7 separate regions of the Mus musculus genome follow, and regions 2, 3, 4, 5, 6 and 7 are each linked to region 1. A link is a contact called in public HiCAR-type, HiChIP or PLAC-seq and promoter capture Hi-C data. All regions are on one chromosome and are shown on one strand. The core of a region is the stretch at or near the end of the contact, and the rest is flanking DNA. Distances in the headings are between cores, read along the strand shown. Region 1 holds the start of Setx (senataxin). Region 2 holds the start of Slc27a4 (solute carrier family 27 (fatty acid transporter), member 4). Region 3 holds the start of Ralgds (ral guanine nucleotide dissociation stimulator). Region 4 holds the start of Mrps2 (mitochondrial ribosomal protein S2). Region 5 holds the start of Gtf3c5 (general transcription factor IIIC, polypeptide 5). Region 6 overlaps Rapgef1 (Rap guanine nucleotide exchange factor (GEF) 1). Region 7 overlaps Rapgef1 (Rap guanine nucleotide exchange factor (GEF) 1).

Region 1 (2,700 bases), core at 20-2,519:
CTCCTTTCTTGAGTCTTCCTATTCTTTCATCATTTGCCCGAATTACTAAGTCTAATCTCTCTGCCTCACCTGACCTACCTCCAAAAATTCCTAACAAAATGCTGCCAGAGGTTACTGCACACATTAGACTTATTTTAAAAAAAAAATTAAAGATTTGTTTTATTTATATGAGTACAGTGTAGCTATCTTCAGACACACCAGAAGAGGGCATGTCAAGGTATGGATCTATGCCACATTTTTAACTCTAGTACTTATCAAATAACTAAAAAAGAAGTTATTGTTTAATAAGACAATTACCTTGACCAAGGTCCTACAGAGAAGTGATGCTCTTTGTGATTGCTGGGCTTATCTGTGAGATGTGGCTCTGCATTCAGACAGATTCACACTTTGGCCCCCAAAAAGAACATTTCTGAAATTAAAATAAAAACTGATAAAATGTCCCTTACATTATGCATCTCACCTGGGCCTTGTGTCATCTAATGAGTTACCTAGGTCAGGTTAGATCCACACACTACTGGGGGGAACGGCTTAACACTGATCCCCCCCCCCAACTTCCCTAGGGACTGTTCTCCTCCAGGGGCCAAATAGGCACTTGATCACATCCGCTGTGGGCGTACGGGAGGCTGTCCACACCGCAACGCCTGGTACGGCGGGGAGGGCGTCCGGGTGCCCATGCGGAAGCGACGCCAGGACAGAGGGTCGGATCCTTACCCGGGAGGCCTCCCTCGCCCCGAAGCTAAGGGTCCTCGCTGTACATCGTTGCCCAGGGCCGGCGGTGCTGATGCCAGAACAGCAGAGATCCGGGGGCGGGCCTCGCTTGCAGGAAACACCAAGCGCTGCCCGCCCTTGGTAGCAGCGGCAAGCCGCCGCTCTCACCAAACGCAGCTCTCCAGAAGGGTCACAGCAGGCGCCCGCTCCCGCAGGCCGCGCGCAAGTTCCCAACGGCAGTAAGCCGCGCGCCCCTCACCGCGCACGCGCTCTCCTCTCCTGCTCGTTCGCCCGCTCGCGGCTTGTCCGCGGCGCGTCTCACCCCGGCTAGGCCCGGCTGCAGCGCGCTAACCCACCTCCATGCCCCCCGCTAGAACAGCAGACGGAAGGGCAAGGCGACGCCCAACGCCCAACCCGCCGCTGCCGCGAGAGCGGACCCCGCCCTCAGCCCGCCCCCGCCAGAGCCGGCTTGTTGTGGTACACCAAGGGGGCGGACCATGGGGGCGGACGGGAGGTGGAAAGTGCAGCAGCGGGGAACAACCGGCCTGACCGCTGAGTGGCGTCACTTCCGGAACGAGGGGGGTAAGTCCGACCAATCAAGGACTCCCGTCCAAAGGAGCGGTAAATTAGCCGAGGAGCCTGTCCCCGCCCCTTTCCTCGTCCCGCCCCCTTTCTCACCCCGCCCCTTCCCCGACCCTCTTCGGGGAGATGCTTACCTGCTGGTTCCCTTTGGGCTCTTCCGCTCCCCAACGTCCGCGACGTCTGTCACGTTTCCGTCCGAAACCTAAACAATAAAATGTGTGCGTGATTCTGCAAGGGCGCCCCAAGTCGAGGGCTCTGCCCGTTTCCGACCCAGAACAGGCTCCGATAATGGAACACAGTCATGTCAGATTTCCCAAAGGACAGTTGGGTGGCCCAAAACCTCTCCTCCTCAAAAACGGAATTTAGGAAAAAAACAAATCACTTTACAAGCCCGGCAGCCTGTGGTCCCTGTACTCAGAAGGCTTAAAGCCAGCGCATCCAGGCCCAAAGGCCAGCCTCGTACAGAAAGCGATTTCGAGGCCTACATTACATTCACCAAAATTTTAAAATTAAAATAATTCTTTTTTTTAAAAAGGAAAGGGTGTGATGAGGTTTCAACTCCAGACCTGGAGGTCAGCGATTTGGAGGCCTAAATTAACCAAAAATTAAAAGTTAACATTCTTTCTTTTTCTTTTTTTTTTTTTCCTTTTTTTTTTTTTTTTAAAGGAAAGTGTGCAAGAAAGTAACTCAGGAGCACTCACCTGTCACACTGTAACACTGGGTTCCATTGCCAACGCCACAGAAAAGAACAAGGCTCTTAGAGGTGGCAGGTGGGTCAGAGACCTTCCTACCCTGGAGAACCTTAACGCAGAATGAGAAGCCAGCGCCTGAAGCACGAGGGTAAAGCTCTAAGGAACGTTCCAGAAAAGGGGGTGTGGTTTATAAGGCAGCAGATGACCGTTAGAGGGGCTTTAGCCAATCAGGAAGCGGCAGTTGAAGCTGACCGTTATTTTCTCCCCCCCCCCTTTTTTTTCATTTCGTCAAAGGTTTCTATCAAAATCAAAGTTGCAGAAAGTGGTTTCAAACTAGAAGCACTATATGTATGCATGGTTTTTAAAGTAACACATTTATGATAGTTTTTTTTTAAACAAGACTCTTGATAGCTAACTGAAATTTTCAGAAATGAGGGGAAATGATAGAAACTACCCGCAGTTCCTTGTCCCTGATGATACAGATCCTGGCAGAATTCGTAACCCAGATTTCAGACTTCAGCAATATACCATGCTTTATTCGTGAAAGGACATAAATGCTAAGTTACTCTTGAGTGTAAGAAACACAAGTCTGACGCTGGAGCGAGAGCTCAGCAGTTAGGAACACTTACTGATCTTCCAGAGGACCCAGAGTTAATTTTCTAGCGCCACATTGCAGTTCACATCTGTCTGAAACTTCGGTCCTAAGTGATGAGAACAG
Region 2 (2,700 bases), core at 132-2,631, 680 kb before region 1:
AGGCTTTGGTTCCATGCCAAGTTGGAGGGGCCTTGAAATCTACAGCTCTGGGGTTAAGAAACAAGAGGATGATCTAGCTTCTGGTTCTATCTTTGACCACCTTGTCAAGTGACCTTGTGCTAGCCCCTTTCCTACTTCAGGCCATAGCACCTTGCTCTATGCATTGGGCTAGTAAGACTTGTTCTTAGAACCTTTCTAACCCAAACAGGACAGTCCATTCACCGATATTCAAGCAACCTAACCAGATGGCCGGGAGACAGGTGCTGATAGAAGTGTCTCTCCTAGGGACTCCAGGAGGTTCTGGAAATGACAACACCAAAAAGGGCAGCTTCCTGGGAAGGGAGCCCTGCACAGTCTCTGGCCCACAGACTCAAGGTAGCGTTGTGCCTCTACCGGTCCATAGAGGGCGAGCCAGCAAATGGCTTAGAGGCAGGAGGGGCCTGAGAGGTGACAGCCCAGGGGTAGGGTGGAAAGAGGTGATTGTTGGACAGGAAAAGGATTTGGAAGTACCCACACATTCAGATGGATCTTTGAGGACTAGGGCTGAGAAGGGGAAAGGCTGTGTTGAAGCCCAGGGCAGAGATTAAGGCCCACGCTCTATTCCCTCTTCTTTATGGATTTAGTCAAGAGGACTGCTAATGGATTGCTTTTCTTGGGAAGAGAGGAAGGTCAAAGATATGAAGTAGCCTGAATATCTCCAAGCTAGGCGGAGGACCACGGCCTGGAACACAGGGAATCCCTTATGAGACTGCCTTCTGGAGAAAAGCATAAAGCAATGGGTGGGAGGACTACCGCAGGATCGCTAAGATCCTTAGCTCTCTGACAGAGGCAGTCAAAAAGCAAGCTAGGAGCCGGTCCAAGACCGCTGAGAGAGGAGACAGGACAGGAGGGGCGCCACGGACCGATTGCCTCTAGATAGCCAGGACATCAGAGCGTTCTCGGGGTTGGGAGAAGGAGGGCGCGCCCCTCAGTCCGAGCCGGCACCGCCGTCTCCCCCTGCTCGGCCTGGCACATTTTCCCCGCTCAGAAAGCCGCCGTCCCCGCCTTAGCTCACCCGGCTGCGGCTGCGCGGCGCGGCGCCCCGTCAGGATGCGGCCCGGTTGCGGCAGCGGAGTGCGGTGCGCTGGGGGCATCGGCCGCCCCGGGGCACACACAGCCGAGCCTCGGTGCGTCTGGCCCACTCCTCGTCCTTGTAGGGTCTGTACCTCTGCCCCGCTCCACCCCCACCCGCCTCCCGCACCCGCACCGGCTGTGCCAGCCGGCAGCACCGCCTTCTGTGCCGTCCCCGCAGAGGGCGAGCTTCTGAGTCCGTGCACCTCAGCGCAACCCAGCCCCAGCGCGCCCGACACCGCCCAGCCCCTCCAGCCCTGCGCGCACCACTGCCTCCGCAGCCGCCCGGCCCGCTGGGAGTGGTAGGCTGAGCCGCACGGCATGCTGGGAGTTGTAGTCCTAGTAGTCTAGCTTGTTCAGGCTGCTGAAGTTGCCCTGGTCAGGCAGTGCTCCTTGGGTCGTTCCTCTCTGCCATTTCCTGGACCAGGGGATCCAGGTAGCATAAACCCGCCCACAGACCATTTGAGAATACATAGCCAGAAGCTAAGGCCCAAGTAGAATTTGTTTAACTTATTATTATTATTTACATTTGTTTGCTTATTTGTGTATGTGTAGATACATATGCCAAAGACCCTGTGTGGTCAGAGGACAACTCGTGGGAGTTGGTTCTGTTCTTACACCATGGGCTCCAGGGATCATACTAAGGTTACTAGGCTTGGCCCTCAGTCTTGGGAACAGGCACCTTTTCCTGATCCACCTTGTCAGTCCTGTTTGTTTTTTGAAACAGGGTAGTAACTTTGCCCTGGATCTTGCTGTAGTTAATCTACTTCAGCCCAGAGCGCTGGCATTACAGACATTAACTACTACATTTGTCTTGAAATAGAATTTAGCAAATGTTCAATACCACTTGCTGAAAAAAAAAAAAAGCTGGATTCTGGCAGAATACACAGGGCATTGGGCTTCTAGACCATTCTGGAATGGTCATTCACCACAGCTGAGTATGATTGTTCCCTCAGGACTTTTACAGTTTTCAGTACCTTTGCAAGGTTCAAAAAGAACTGAAGAGCCAGGAGGAGTAGCTTCAGGGGATCTCCTCAAAGGTCAGGATTTAAAGCCTGTGTAACTAACTTTAACCCTGACTGATAACACTCCCGAACACTGGTTCCTTTGTAAACTGTGAGCTTTGTCAGGCTGTGGGCAAGGGTCTAGACTCACAGCCGTTGGATTGAGAGCCTCTGAAAAGTTCTGGGGTGACTATGCAACGTGCCTATTACTGCCTCTGTTCTTAAATAGCCCCTTCAATGACTCAACCTAGTCAAGTTCTTAAGGGGGGAAGGGGCAACCTTCAAGGTCTGTTTATAGGGATTACAGATGACATTTTGGTATGAAGATGGTCTGGACCTGCTCAGGATTGCATCCATTGGAGAGGCTGGATAGTAAGCTAAAGGATGTCTCTAGGGCTATAATAGCAGGTGCCCCATGTTCATAGACATGTGCATCACAGACCAACAAGAGAATCATGTTCTCAGCAGAGAGTTCCAAATCTGTGCCTTCTTATGGATTAAAGGTGGGCTTTAGGGGATCAAGCACAGCGGTGGTGGTGGCACACACCTTTAACCCCAGCACTCGGGAGGCAAAGGCAAATGAATC
Region 3 (2,700 bases), core at 48-2,547, 590 kb after region 1:
CCACAAAGGGTCCTTAGGGATGTAGCCAGACAGAGTCAGAGAGAAGCTTGACACCCCCCTCCAGGAGTGATCAGGCTAGGCCCTTCCAGCACACAAAGCCGGAGACTCTGCCAGACATAATGAAAGCCAGATGAGTGCAGGGCTGGTGGTGGGCCGCCCACCACCAAGCTCCCCGGAGTCCCTCCCCAGCCGCCTCCAGGATGAGACCACTGGGTGAATGAGCAGCCTGGCTTGGGACACCTGCCAAGCACAAGAGGCCTCCTAGGCCTGGGGGCCCCATGACCAGAAGTTCCCGAGTATGCTTTGTCTGAGCCTTCTCTAGGCAGAGCAGGATGCAGGGCTGCCTTGGGATTCCACTACCCCTGGGGCATGGTGGCAGGTGTACACTAAGGTGAAAGGAAGAGGGCACTGCTGGGTGTCCCTGCCCAGGACACTAGAAACAAGCTCCTACCCACATTCACTATTCCCACCACCCACACATAAGGGCATGGTCTCTGAATCTTCCAGCCCATCCCACTCCCTTCCTGCCACTGCCTCCTCTGAACAGCCTCGATGTTCCCGGGTCATTAGACCTATGTCTGACTCAGTGATGGGTATTCAAAGGCCCCTGAGGTCCCACTCACCTCTGGGGAGTTTAGGGCTGTGCCACCACAACCACTTGCTGGCCCACTATATTGTGGCCTCCTCGTGTCACGCGCCCCATTGACAAGGGTTTGAAATGAGGATAGGCCCTCGTGGTTGGAGCATTCACACACCACAGGCGTGTAAATAGTGACAGCATGGAGGGGCTTAAAGGTTTGACTGACTGCAGTAATTGGGGTTGTCACACCTGTGATGAGTGGGAGCAGGTACTGGGATGAATTGAGGGGGCACGGGAATTCAGCTCTGATTCCCCACCTACTGCTGAGGGTGTGCTGGAAGCTGTAATGCCCAACTGGCTGCCCCAGGGCTGATACAGCAGGGGGACTTCTGAGGAAGGAACCCCCCAGCCACACACAATGCTGCAAAGGACGTTGGGCTCACCCACCTCCAGGCGCGGCAGATCAGGGTCGAGCTGCGTGAAGCTGTGCAGCACCACTGGGCAGCTGTCGGGGACGCCCACCTCCAGGCGCACGGCGTCCCACACGCTGCGGCTGCGCCGGGAACCGGGAAACAACGGCTCGGTGCCCCCTATGGGCCCGGCCGCCTCAGCCCACATGCGCTGCACCATGGACGACTCACGGTGGCGCGGGTGGCCGGCGGGCCGCGAGACCCGGGGCAGCGCGGGGCGCAGGGCCGGCGCGGCTCCGCGCTGCCTGCGCTCTGCGCCAGAGGCCGGGCCTCGCTGATGTCAGCTGGGGGCGTGGGCTGCTGGGGGAGTGGTTTCAGAGGGGGCGTGGGCCTCCTCTAGTTGGCAGGCCTGGTGGACAGCGCTTGCATACACAGTCTATGTATTGTGTGGGCGGCCCGTGATGCTGTTTTGCTGAAATCAGATCCACTTCCCGGGAATTCCAGTTACAACACCCCCTAGCTCTGTAGCCTCAGTTTCTTCACCTGGAAAGTATGGGTAATGAAAATGACTTCCTCCAAGAGTGTGACTGGGAGGATGTCAATGAGGTCACTGACTATGTGCTCATATATTAGAGTATGGGGAAGGGTGACCCTGAGGATTGATTGGGCTCAGTGTCCACAGGGCGTTGGCATCCAGTCCAAGCTCCATTGGGAGAGGGATGCTTCCAGCCTCAGCTCCAGTCACCACAGTCATGCACAAACTAGACAAACCTACTATGCAAAAGCAATGCTGGTTACCACTAGGTGAGGTGGCGTACTTTTAAAGGCTTGTTTATTTTATTGTATGTGTACTGTTATTTGCCATGCATGTGTGTACATTGCAGACATGGTAGACGCTGATGCCTGAGGGGAACAAACTGTGAATGCTGGGCCATCTCTCCCGCCACAAGGCCTAAATTTTCTTTGAAATTTTTAATTGTCAGAAAGTATTTTTATGAACAGGCTCCAGTGAATATGATTTAAGAAAAAGATAGGCAGATTTGGCTAGGTGTGGAGATCCCCTAAGGCTGCTCAGAAGCCCGGGCTCTGCCCTATCTCCAGGAAGTCCAGGCGTGTGGGGGTATATCACAGGAAGGCAGTGGCTCCCACACATTCTGTAGGCTTTTCCCCAGCCCCATTCCTGGGCCAAGGACCCGGCAGCAGCTCAGCTTTGTTTCCTGACCCTGCTGCTCTCTCCTATTCTGGCTTTCTTTTTCTAAGGGCCACTTCTCTCTGATACTTAGTCCCCAGGCGTCAACCCTGCGGGCAGGCCGTCGGCAGGCAGGCTGCCTCCAGACACACTAATTGCAGGGATGGACGGTGGCAGAGGTGAGGTTCCATCATCTACTCTGCTTTTCTGGTTGCTGTCCACCTGTTTTATCAAGTTCCTTTCCTGTCTCGCTCTGCATTTCCCTCCTGGGAAGTCTGTTCATGGATATCACATGCACAGACACAGAAACACAGACACACATATGTGTAGGCAGATACACAGAGACATAAAGCCACACAGACAGACAGACAGACAGACAGACAAGCTCCTCACTCCCATAGGCCAACAGCTCAAGCCTTTTTACTCTGACCCCCTTTCACCAATATAAGTGTCCCCATGTTCCTGCCTGCTGCCCTAGACCCCACAGGGCTCACACCCTCAGCATCCCCAGCACCAGCTGT
Region 4 (2,700 bases), core at 173-2,672, 660 kb after region 1:
CTGTCTGATCCAGATCGATGATATCTTGGCCCAGGCGGTTCCCAAAGATGTACGGCTCCATAAACCTGCCAAAAAACCCCCAGGGTAAACGGACCCGTGTGCGTGGAGCTGCCCTGCCCCTTCCACAGCCACCTACCTACCAGCCACCCAGGCTCTTACATTTACCAACTCCCACTACTCCTGCCTAGGGAGTGATGGGCTGGGGACACAGGTGTGGACTTGCGCACAGACAATCAGGTTTGTGGCTCAACCTGTCCCACCTTCTCCCTGTGGAGATTTGAGAACCAACTGCAGATAAACATGAACCCAACCAAGGTGCTCTGCCCAGTTTAACTCTCTAGGGCCACTTCTGTTCTATACAGCAGGTCCTCTCCACCGGGCTCCCCCGCCTGCCATGACCCTCAGTTTTCACCCTGTCTGTGAACCAGCATCAATACTAGCACTGCACTTGGTGTTGCCGCAGACACCCCCACCCTGCCCCCACTTCCAACCCTGACCCAACTCCACCACTCTGCCCACACGGCCTGTGCCAACTACCTATGGCGGCAACCAGCTTTATGTCCCAGGTGTACTCGGGCCTCGAAGAGGCTCTTCACAGAAAACAGCTCCTTGACATTGAAGAAATCCGAATGCTGTAATGGCGTATCTAGGATCCTGCTCTGGAAATCTGAAAAAGAGAGTAAGGGCAGACACTGTGGCCCATCACCAACCAACCAAAGACTCACCAGTCTCCTGGGAGTGGGAAACTCAAAGCTGTGAGGAAACGCCAGGAAAGATCTGGAAGACACAGGGGCATTTTTGCAACACCGAGGGACTAGTGTCAAGGTCTAAAGTGACTGTGTGCGGGGAAAACCTGGCCAAGTCCTCTTCCCTTAATCTCCACAGATGTAAGAGGAAAACGAACCAGGGGCCTCGTTGACTTCGGGTGCCTTAAACGCCCCTCCAGAAGACCAGCAAGATGGACAGATACAAAAGTAAGTCTTCACGGGTTTCGAGAGCTACCAGGCCACAGGGGTTCTATCTCCCTCCCACCACACTTAGATTGGTACTGGGTTCCTTTGGGGACCCTGCAATGACAACCTCTCCACGATTCCGCGCCCCGGCCCAGCTCCACCCGCTGATCTTTACCGTCGCCATCCTGGGGCTCGCTGACTGCGGGGACCGGGGCTCCCGTGACCTTCCTACCATTCTGCTCCGCAGGGCCCGGGATCGCCTTCTGCAGGAAACCTGGCCAGCGCCGCACACCTGCGGGGAAAGAGCCGGTGGGGGCGCGTCCAACCCTCGTCCCTGTCCTCCCCTCTCGGATCCCCGGGTTCCCCCCATCTCCGAGATTCACCGCGCTCACCTGCACACAGCAGCCGGGTCAGCACGGCCGGAGCGGGCGCCATGGCGGGCGCGTGGACAGAGATCCTGCAGAGACTCTTCCTGCCCGGCAGAGCGCCTCCTCCTCTGAGCGCGCGGGGTCGCAGCGCCGCTTGCTGGCCCGGAGGACCCTCTCCGCTGTGCACCGCTCGCTGCGCCCGCATCCTTGTAAATGGGCGAGTTGGCACTGTGACCAGTGGTCTGCACTCAGCTGGGACGTGGGGCTGAGCTAGAATGAGCGACCTCTCACCCACAGCTCGTTCCTCTCGATAAAATTACAGCATCCTCTGGAGGAGGCGACCCTCTTGTTCAAATTGGTTTTTAGAGGTTGTTTTTAGGGTTGCTGTTTTTTTTTGTTGTTGTTTTTGTTTTTGTTTTTGTTTTGTTTTGTTTTGTTTTTCCTGAGACCCGGTTTCTCCGTAGCCTTGAGCCTTGACTGTCATGGTATTCGCTATGTAGACCAGGTTGGCTTGAACTCAGAGAGCAACCCGCCTCTGCCTCTGGAGAGCTGAGATTGAAGGCATGCCCTACCACCGCCCCGTTTATTGTTTGTTTTATAAGTGCATTAAAAAAAACTATTTATTTTATGTATATGAATACACTGTGACTATCTTCAGACACACCAGAAGAGGGCATCAGATCCCATTACAGATGGTCGTGAGCCACCATGTGGTTGCTGGAAATTGAACTCAGGACCTGTGGAAGAGCAGTCAGTGCTCTTAACTGCTGAGTCGTCGCTCCAGCATGCATTTTTTTTATTTTTTAACATTTGTTTTAGTTTTACTTATTTTTTGCCTACATGTATGTATGTGTACCTTGTGAGTGCCTTGTCCCTGTGGAGAGCAGGTGTCTGACCTCCAGGAACTAGAGTTAAAAGTGTTTATGAGTCACCTTGTAGGCTCTGGGAGTTGAATCCAGGTTCCCTACAAGAGCAATGAATGCCCTAAATTGCTGAGCCATCTCTCCATCCCCAAATTACATTAAACTATGACGACAACAACGATGACATTGACAATGATGACGACGACGATGACAGCAACAACAACAACAACAATCTCCCTGACTGGCCAGACATTCATAGAGATCTGACTGCCTCTGTCCCCTGGGTGTTGGAATTATTGGTGCACACCACCACACTGTGCCCTAAGTAATTTTTTATTGTTTGTTTTAAAATTACTATTTATTTTTATTATTGTTGTTAAGACAGGGTTTCACTATATACTCCTGACTGGTCTAGTACTCTCTTTTTAAATCAGGCTGGCCTCGAACTCAGAGATCTGCCTCCTGGCATTGCGCTAGCACGTCATTAATGCTGAACTATGTGCATGGTTCACAAGA
Region 5 (2,700 bases), core at 113-2,612, 540 kb after region 1:
CCTCTTCCATCACTGAACAGCGTCTCAGCCTCCAATTCCTTTGCTAGTTGTTCTTGCTACTCAATGTGAGTTCTAGAAGGACAGGCTTTCTGATTCATCATCCACTCCCCACAGACCCAGGCATGCAGGAGACTGCATTTCCTAAATGCTAAATGTGTGGACACTGCTTTCATTAGCTGCCTGATCCTTTTGGCTCTTCTCAGCTTCCAGTCTGAAGGGTCTGATTAGATAGGTAAGTTTTTGTTTGTGAGGGTCTGTGCGCCAGATCTGGCTTGGATCCCAGGCAGGACCAAGTCTCTTTCTCTCAGAAGCTTGGCCTGAGGACCTCAGGTTGGTCCTTGTCTTTGTCTCCCCTCCTGCCCTTCTCCGTGGTTCCTGTTCACATACGGACATGCCTCTCTAGAATGAGATTGATTCAGTGTTCTGTGGCCACGTGTCGATCTAGGCCTGGATTGAATGAGTCATGAAAGTGTCGCCTCATTCATTCACTGGCTCACAACATCTTTAGTGAATGTATACTCTGTGTCTACCCCCGTGTTCAGGTCTGAGAGGTCCGCAGCAAAGCAATACTTACCTTTAGGAAGCTGCCAACACAGTAAAGCAAGGCCAGCATTAAGCAAATAAGGCTGTGCTCCCCGATGTGTGCGTCTGAGTGCCGAGTGCACCAAGGAAATCAGCAGACTAGGTTTAGGTTATCATGGTGGATCCCCAGGGGAGATAAAGCCTATACATAAACCTAAGTGATGAAGAGAAGCTGACAGCTAGGTGGTGGGGGGAAAGAGGGGTGAGGGTCCCGCTGAGAACAGGAACAACGTGAGATCGCTTTCTAAGATCATGTTTATATCATAAGGAGAAGAGATGACAGCTGAATATTGAGAGTGTTGCTACATTGGATGAGGGGTTTACCGAGGCTCCATGTAGCTTAGAAGCAGCTTTGTAGGTTCAGGAACCGAACTTCTTCTCATTCAGAGGTAGAAGCACCGAGTTCAGCAGACTTACCTATCTAATCAGACCCTCACAGAACCAACAGGTGAGTAGCCTATGTTGCAAATTTTGCTAAGCATGCTGTGCGTACATCCTAATATGGGATGCGATGTGCATCTAATATTTTACTGTCATCTCTGCAAGATGACAACAAAGGCTTTGAAGCTTGTGTATTAAACTCACAGAGGTGTGATGATAAGAAGTTATCAATTTGTTAATTTACAGTTGCACTCAGCCCTAAATACATGCACACAGGAGCAAGGCTAAGAGGACTCAGTGGACTGCTTTTTCTTTGACAGCCGAAAACCAGCTCAGGGATGAGAGGCGGGCCAGAGGACGCCTGGGGCACGTCTTCAAGCTCTCATTGGACGGGATATCCGGAAAAACCCGGTCGAATCCTGGCTTGTCTTGGTTGGGTCGGCTGGTGGGATACGCCCTCGTCTCGCCCCTTTGTCCAACCCTCTTCATTTTAAATTAAAAAGCCCCCAGTTCTGTGTGGTGTAGCAAAATAAACAGTTGCGGCGACGCACTTCTTCCTGGAGGCCTTCGAGTCTCCATGATTTAAGGAGACGAGAAAGGTAAGGAGGACCGGAACAATTCCTTCGCGGAACCTTTGAGGTGAGGCCTCGCGGAGCCATTTGAGAACGGACCGCGGCGGGCTGGAACCAGACTAGTAGGCATGGCGGCGGCGGAGCCGGATGCGGACCCGAAGGCCGCCATCCCTGTGGACCTGCGGCGGGAACGGCGCTTGGTGTGCGTGGAGTACCCGGGCGTAGTACGTAACGAGGCCAAGATGCTACAGACCCTGGGCGGCGAGGAAAGCGTCTCTCGAGTAAGGAGCTGGGAAACTCCGGGACCGCGGGAAAGGAATCGTGTCTACTGAATGGGCGGGACCACCGGGCGGGAGAGCGGTTTCCGTGGCAACGGAGAGTTTAGGCAAGCTCTAGGACCTGTTGTGAACTAGGCGGTATTTTCTTTCTGTCCCCAAATGTGAGTAGCATGCTTGGCATCTATCCCAGGACAGTGAGCTGCTCTGACCTTATTGCTCTCGGCAGAAAACCGAGGCACGGGAGGAAAGAGAACTTTTCCACCACCTGTAGTTGAAACTAAAAGTGACACAATTCGCCGGCGTTGTATTATGTGGTTAGCACGTACAAAGTGCTCTCCCGCCCCCCCTTGGTTTTTTCGAGACAGGGTTTCTCTGTGTAGCCCAGGCTGACCTCGAACTCAGAAATCCGCCTGCCTCTGCTTCCCAAGTGCTGGGATTAAAGGCGTGTGCCACCACTGCCCGGCTTTTTTTTTTTTTTTTTCCTGAGACAGGGTTTCTCTTACAGCCCTGGCTGTACTGGAACTCTGTAGACCAGGCTGGCCTCGAACTAGAAATCCGCCTGCCTCTGCCTCCCGAGTGCTGGGATTAAAGGCGTGCGCCACCACGGGCCGGCATTTTTTAATTTTTATTTATTTATTTTTTAACATGCCACAGTCCTTTCAATCCCCAGGGCCGGAACTGACAACATCTGCATTTTACAAGTAAACAGGCCACATAACCACACAACAAGTAGTGGACCTAAAGTGATGCTCTGTGGAATCTTGGAATTGTTTCTTTAGAAATGATTTCCCTGAACATCTTAGCATAAGCAGATTCTGGCTCCTTCCGTTGATAATTCCACTCAGATTTCAGTTTGATACATGTATTACCTGTTCATGTATTACATT
Region 6 (2,700 bases), core at 22-2,521, 610 kb before region 1:
AGGGCATCAGATTTGTAACTGGAGTTAGAAATTGTAGGTGCTGAGAATTGAACCCAGGTCTTCTGCAAGAGCAGCCAGTGTTCTTAACCGCTGAGCCATCCCTCCAGCCTGACTCCAGCTCTGTAGAGTCAGGTGCTGGCTGTGACCTCCTGGGTGTGGTACTTCATTCCCAGGGTCTGAGGACATCCATGGGTCTGAAAATCACTTGGTCTTCCTCAGCACTTGTATTCGGAAAGACAGAGGAATGAATGACCCTCAGGAGCACAGTGAAGGCAGAGTTTTAAAGCCACTCTCACAGGGTGGGGTGGCATGACTCCTGGGTGTGGATGGTGCTTGTGCATTTATTTCTATCCTTCCTGTGTGAATCTGTGTGTGGCCATCAGCATACCATTTGCAGGAGTCAGCTCTCTCCTGCACATGGGTTCCCAATGCCTACCAGAGCCCTCAGGCCCCACCGTACCCCTCCCCTCCACCTAGGTCACAAACAGCAGGGACTGGCCCGATGCAGATACAGAAGGCCTGGACACAGACATGGCATCAGATGGGCTTTTGTCTGTTTATTTTTCTTTCATATAAAAGTTGCGCGCTTGTTCTGTCTGTAGGAAGATGCACTGTCAGACAGGTTAGTGGGGGGTTTATATTACAGTGCCACACTGGGAGGCATGGAACAGGTGTCTCGGCTTAAGGGCCAGCCAGATCCGGTGTTTGCTTGCCTTACCCACAGGTAATGGCTGGCCTCTGCTGGGAACCCAACTGTCCATGTTGCTTAGTATGTATACAAAGACGAATCTTCACAGCTCTCCCAGACCCCACCACTAAGAAACAGACATGTGGAAGCCAGGCTGCCTGAACACTGGGCTCAGTCGCAGCCAGAGGCAGGTGACTGGGGAAGCCTGCTGGCTAATAAGTTAAACCCACACATCGCACCTCGATATCCCCACACGGAAACTCCAGAGCTGTCCTGGCTCTTGACTTAGTCTGCCTAAGGCTCCCAGGATCATAGGAGGGCCTGGTGATTCTGGGTCTAGAAGGTAAGCCCTCCTTTCTGCCCAGCTCATGCTTGGGAACCAGTAGACATAGACCATAGACCCACTCTGTTGGCTGCAGCACCAGTAGGCTAGGCCTCAGGTAGGCCTGTGCTACACAGGGAGGCTGCAGGGGCCTCTACAGCGCTGGGAGGAAGGACCTCATGTGCAGTGTTCCCCACTTGCACACAGCAGCACTTAGAGCTGGTGAAGGACAGGAAGCAGGGGCAAAGACTGAAATGAAAGGACCTGTAAAAGAGGAACAAACCAAAGACCCACATGACTGCTCACAAGCCGGACTCCACACACACACTCCTTAAACAATCCAATTCCGGCTGCCACCAGAGGGAGCTGACCAAGGGGCTGTTTACAGATGTCCCCTCTCTATTTACAGCACAAATAAACAGAAGAGGGGCCCACAGTTCTTATTTGATAAAAGCTGCTAAAAAAACAAACCCCGAAACCCAGGAGGGTTCAGAGTGACAGTTGTTTCAAACGAGTACCCGGCCAGCAGCTGCTGCTGTCTTTTCTTCTGCTCTGCGGACTGGTTGAGGAAGCAGAGATCCTGGTATTCGTTTGACCAAGCCCCACGACCAGAAGAAAAGGGAGCTTGTCCATGCAAAGCTAATTGGAGGTATGGTGCAGGGCCAGCAGCACCTCTGGATTCTGAACTGCACCCTGCCATTTAGCCCACAGTGGTGGCCACAGGGCCATGCCCAGGGAGATCCTAGCCCTGAGCCCTGAACAGATTGTCAACCTCAGCAGCAGGGGGTGGCTCTGCCACCTGTCTGGAATCAGGAAACCTCTGGAGGCCCTCACGTCCTAGGCCTGCTTAGACTTCTTGGGAACAGACACTCCCAGAGAGCAAACGGGGACTAGGAACCTGCTGGCTGCGGGGGGTGGGGCAAAATAGGAGGGAAGCCCACAGGCCTGGAAGGAACAGGAGATGGCATTTAAGGCACACAGCAAGCACGGAGGGGCTGCTTGCCTCTCCCTAGGTCACTGAAGATCCTTATTCACTCTCTGAAGCACAGTCTTGGCCCCAGCTCAGCATGAACTGTCCCTTCTGCCTCCTCTTCCCGATCCCCAGAGTACCGGTGATGTGGGCTGGGGCTGGGGCTGGGGCTGGGGCTGGACCAGTGGTGGGCGACAGGTGCTACTGGTGCTGCTGCTGTCAGCCCAGCAGGTGCCTTGGTTAGTGGCCGTGCATGGCAGGACAGAGCTGGGGCCACTGCTGTGAGAAGTGTCAGCTCTGTGGCTCTTGCCTACCACCCACCATACTTTCTGGGCCAGGTTGACATGCCTCTCCCTCCATGTTTAAAAAGCAGGAAGTGGGCAGCACAAGATGCCTGCGTGGTCCCTTTCTACCTTCTTCTGTCTCCCAGCCATAGCTCCCCTGGCTCCAGGGTCCCGGAGGGCAGTCTACCCAAGGGTCCTGGGGCCCCTACTTATCTGCCACTTAAGGAGGCTAGGGTGGCCTGGGGACAGTGAAGCCCGCCATTCCCCTGGTCTGCTGCTCAGGTGTCTGCTGCTCTCCAGCTGCAGGGGAGAGGAGGGAACAGGAGGGAGCACTGACAGAAAACAGAAAACAAAACCAGACCAGGGGCCACCAGTACACAAGCCAGCCCTGAGGCCTGCCAGCCAGCTCATTGTGAACCCTGGGACTTTAGCCATA
Region 7 (2,700 bases), core at 154-2,653, 590 kb before region 1:
TATCTGTGGTAGCTTTTGAGTGAATTTTCAGAGATAGCTCATGGCCAGGAGAGACATGGGCACACTGGTGGAATTAAGGGCCAGTCCTAAATCTCAGGAGGAGGCTCCGGCTGCATTTCTGGCCACAGCACAGAAGCCAAATGTTTATATGAGACCTAGGTCTTCTGAAGGGCACATGTGTGATGCCTCAAAGCCTGGATCTAGCAGCTCAGAGAAAGAAAGGATTGTCTGGGCCCAGAACGAGATAGCAGCTGCTGTACAGCCCTTTTCAAACACTGGGGTCCATGGCGATGGACACTTAGCTTTCTTTTTTTGGTAGGGGTGGGTGGGTGAGGGATTCAAGACAGGGTTTCTCTGTGTAGCCAGCCCCGGGTGTCCTAGAACTTGCTCTGCAGACCATGCTGGCTTGAGCTCATAGAGAGCTACCTGCCTTTTCCTCTGGAATACTAGGATTAAAGGCGAACATTACCACAACCAGGCTACATTTAGCTTTCATATTTCAAAGATTTTTGTTTTAAGTCATAAGCATCGTTACAGGCACTTAAACATACCCTCTAAAAGTGGAATCAGCTAGCTATTTTGCTTATCCAGCATCCCAACAGGTCTCTTGGTGGCAGCATTTGGAATGGGTGGAATGGGTGCTAGTAAAGAAAGGCTGCCCAGGACACTCTAGGGGATGGGAGAGGCGGTTCTCTACCGCCCACTCCACAGTATACACAGGGAGTGACCACCCTTGTGACCATCAAGAGTCTGGATGCTGTCACTACTGCTCAAGGGCAGTGTACATATCGACCCAACTCATATTGTTCAGGACAGCTGGGACACAGGTGTGGGGAGCTGGGAGGAAAGAGGTGCAGTTCCAGAACTGGGCGATAATGAAGACACCCCAAGCAGCCCACAGGGCGGCAGAACCTGGAAAGAACAGGAAGAAGTGCCTGGTACAGCATCCGAAGGCTCGAGTAGCTCGGGGTGTCACTCACACCTTGCTTTAGCCAGTCCCTCAGCTTATCTGACTGTCCCTACTGATTGTATGTGATCCTCCCTTTTCATCCTTACAGCTAACCCACTCCTATTCTGATCGCACTGTGGAATCCCATGTCTAAGCTCCTCTTAGAATTACCCAGAGACTGTGTAGAGCTGGCAAGACACTAAATCACGGCATGGGGTTCGACCTATCAGCTGACACACACTGCAAGCACGGTTCCGGAGACTCTTTCCTTTCACTGAAATATCCTATCCTTTTAGCAGGGATTCTTTCCTGGAGCTGGAGCTAAGAATACAGAGTCACAAACGTAAGATGCCTCAACATTCCACAGAAGTGACACACTCAGACCCAAACCTAAGGAAACGCCCTTGTCTGCAATTCTATAGCATACAGCCCAGTTCATCCACAGTCCTCTGCTAACAGCTCAGAAGGAATGAGGAGAAATTCCTAGGGGTGTGTGTGTTTGTGTGTATTAACAGTCAAGGACCAGGACTGCCTGAAACCAAGCTTTGCAAGGTCCGTGGAGGGAGCTTGCTAGAGGTGCCTTCTGGGGAAGAGGTGATCTGTGTGGTAGGGCAGAGGTGACTCAGACTGTCCCATATACCCAGCACTGCGGAGAGCCACGAGAAGGGAGGCTCCACCCTTACAAGGTTCTCCTGAAGGTCCTGGGCACTGAACTGCAAACCCTAGACAAAGGTGGACATCAGACAAGTGCCAAGCTGGTCCCCTACCCAAGCCTTTCCCGGGTGGCTGAAGTCAGTGCCACGCTCCCGAGCACAGGAGAAGCAGCAGTGCAGTGCCAGCTTCTCTGCTTCCCACGCATATGGTGCTTCCTTCCCATGGCTTGATTCAATTCCCTCAATCACACTGTGACCTCAAGAAGACTCCGAGGCCCAGGGAGAAGTCAGTACCTGAGCCCGAGCTGCTTCCAGGGAGTGAACTTGGCTCCATTCTTTTCCCTCTGGGCCTCAGTTGGGATCACAGGAATAAAGGTGGCTGCTTTGGCTCTGGGGCAAATGCAGAGTCCAGAAAGCCAGGCCTCCTTTTGTGTCACTACTGAGCTGTCTACAGACTGATGTAGCCCTCTCCATTGTCCTGTGTCAGTGGCAGGCAGTCCTCCCCTCAGGAGCAGGGTTCCCCCCCCCCCCAAACAGTGATCCTTGTGGTCCCACTGAGTGGCTGTCACGTTGACCCTGAGTCAGGACACCTGACACTTTTCCATTTGTTGCCTGCCAGCTGCTACAACAACAAACCTAGACCAGCCTGACACTGGTGACAAAATAGCCCAACTGTCCTAGCTCCCAAAGATGCTTGCCTGGGCAGATTCATATACCATCCTCCTAACTTGAGTCCCGAGCACAAACAAAGGGCTACTGCTTTAAGCCACAGGGCCTCGGGGCTGTGGGGTAAGCAAAAGCACCCAACCACCACCCAGCCCCATCGGGTTACCTGCTCCTCTCTGTCCTGCTTCCTAGATAAGGGTTGTCCCCCCCCCCTTTTTTTTTCCATTTTTTATTAGGTATTTAGCTCATTTACATTTCCAATGCTATAGCAAAAGTCCCCCATACCCACCCACCCATAATGGGTGGATATTAGCCCAGAAACTTAGGATACCCAAGATATAAGATACAATTTGCTAAACACATTAAACTCAAGAGAACGAAGACCACAGTGTGGACACTTTGCTCCTTCTTAGAATAGGAAACAAAACACCC

The links. Promoter capture Hi-C pulls out the DNA fragments that hold promoters and counts their contacts. HiCAR-type assays count read pairs that join an accessible place to other places. HiChIP or PLAC-seq counts read pairs in DNA pulled down with a chosen protein or histone mark. Capture Hi-C pulls out chosen DNA fragments and counts their contacts.
Region 2: a contact with region 1 is called in a HiCAR-type map of astrocytes, with 2.4 times the contacts expected there. The contact joins the promoter of Slc27a4 here to the promoter of Setx in region 1. A contact is called at or near these places in 5 of 39 promoter capture datasets (the C10 cell line, the SN4741 cell line, cranial neural crest and 2 more) and 5 of 115 datasets of contacts at active chromatin or transcription factors (the NIH/3T3 cell line, astrocytes, embryonic forebrain and 2 more).
Region 3: a promoter capture Hi-C map of pancreatic islet shows a contact between it and region 1. The contact joins the promoter of Ralgds here to the promoter of Setx in region 1. A contact is called at or near these places in 2 of 39 promoter capture datasets (liver and pre-B cells), 1 of 484 Hi-C or Micro-C datasets (muscle stem cells), 4 of 115 datasets of contacts at active chromatin or transcription factors (CD8 T cells, memory CD8 T cells, pancreatic cancer cells and 1 more) and 1 of 9 other capture datasets (pancreatic islet).
Region 4: a contact with region 1 is called in an H3K4me3 HiChIP or PLAC-seq map of bone marrow-derived macrophages, with 4 times the contacts expected there. The contact joins the promoter of Mrps2 here to the promoter of Setx in region 1. A contact is called at or near these places in 1 of 39 promoter capture datasets (the C10 cell line) and 1 of 115 datasets of contacts at active chromatin or transcription factors (bone marrow-derived macrophages).
Region 5: a contact with region 1 is called in a promoter capture Hi-C map of pre-B cells, with 3 times the contacts expected there. The contact joins the promoter of Gtf3c5 here to the promoter of Setx in region 1. A contact is called at or near these places in 9 of 39 promoter capture datasets (the HPC-7 cell line, cranial neural crest, erythroid cells and 4 more), 5 of 484 Hi-C or Micro-C datasets (Th1 cells, embryonic stem cells, pre-B cells and 1 more), 1 of 115 datasets of contacts at active chromatin or transcription factors (extraembryonic endoderm stem cells) and 1 of 9 other capture datasets (liver).
Region 6: a promoter capture Hi-C map of the HPC-7 cell line shows a contact between it and region 1, with 2.2 times the contacts expected there. The contact joins the enhancer-like site here to the promoter of Setx in region 1. A contact is called at or near these places in 6 of 39 promoter capture datasets (the 3T3-L1 cell line, 3T3-L1-derived adipocytes, the HPC-7 cell line and 3 more), 3 of 115 datasets of contacts at active chromatin or transcription factors (embryonic basal ganglia, large pre-B cells and pancreatic cancer cells) and 1 of 9 other capture datasets (pancreatic islet).
Region 7: a contact with region 1 is called in an H3K27ac HiChIP or PLAC-seq map of extraembryonic endoderm stem cells. The contact joins the enhancer-like site here to the promoter of Setx in region 1. A contact is called at or near these places in 4 of 39 promoter capture datasets (the 3T3-L1 cell line, cranial neural crest, hippocampal neurons and 1 more), 8 of 115 datasets of contacts at active chromatin or transcription factors (astrocytes, bone marrow-derived macrophages, cardiomyocytes and 5 more) and 2 of 9 other capture datasets (adipose tissue and pancreatic islet).

Annotation. Positions count from the first base shown.
Region 1 is chr2:29,123,561-29,126,260 of GRCm38.p6, reverse strand. It overlaps Setx (senataxin), which reads right to left and starts at 1,269. Exons shown (of 26, transcript NM_198033.2): 1 at 712-1,269; 2 at 298-409.
Region 2 is chr2:29,801,315-29,804,014 of GRCm38.p6, reverse strand. Slc27a4 (solute carrier family 27 (fatty acid transporter), member 4) reads right to left here and starts at 1,381. Exons shown (of 13, transcript NM_011989.5): 1 at 1,055-1,381.
Region 3 is chr2:28,532,061-28,534,760 of GRCm38.p6, reverse strand. It overlaps Ralgds (ral guanine nucleotide dissociation stimulator), which reads right to left and starts at 1,297. Exons shown (of 18, transcript NM_001145835.1): 1 at 1,028-1,297. The coding sequence starts at 1,210.
Region 4 is chr2:28,466,788-28,469,487 of GRCm38.p6, reverse strand. Mrps2 (mitochondrial ribosomal protein S2) reads right to left here and starts at 1,422. Exons shown (of 4, transcript NM_080452.3): 1 at 1,346-1,422; 2 at 1,129-1,245; 3 at 538-667; 4 at 1-65. The coding sequence starts at 1,388.
Region 5 is chr2:28,581,941-28,584,640 of GRCm38.p6, reverse strand. It overlaps Gtf3c5 (general transcription factor IIIC, polypeptide 5), which reads left to right and starts at 1,362. Exons shown (of 12, transcript NM_148928.3): 1 at 1,362-1,816. The coding sequence starts at 1,664.
Region 6 is chr2:29,738,197-29,740,896 of GRCm38.p6, reverse strand. Rapgef1 (Rap guanine nucleotide exchange factor (GEF) 1) reads right to left here. Exons shown (of 26, transcript NM_001039087.1): 26 at 534-2,700. Among named protein-coding and RNA genes, the nearest start is that of Gm13420, 12 kb to the left of the region's middle. Within about 2 kb of position 1,271, at least 83 of the 459 cell types and tissues checked have an H3K27ac peak or open chromatin away from gene starts, as enhancers often do. A contact at or near this core is called in the HPC-7 cell line, liver and pancreatic islet, where this site is marked.
Region 7 is chr2:29,710,749-29,713,448 of GRCm38.p6, reverse strand. The region is part of intron 12 of Rapgef1 (Rap guanine nucleotide exchange factor (GEF) 1); the gene reads right to left. Among named protein-coding and RNA genes, the nearest start is that of Gm13420, 40 kb to the left of the region's middle. Within about 2 kb of position 1,403, at least 70 of the 459 cell types and tissues checked have an H3K27ac peak or open chromatin away from gene starts, as enhancers often do. A contact at or near this core is called in extraembryonic endoderm stem cells and trophoblast stem cells, where this site is marked.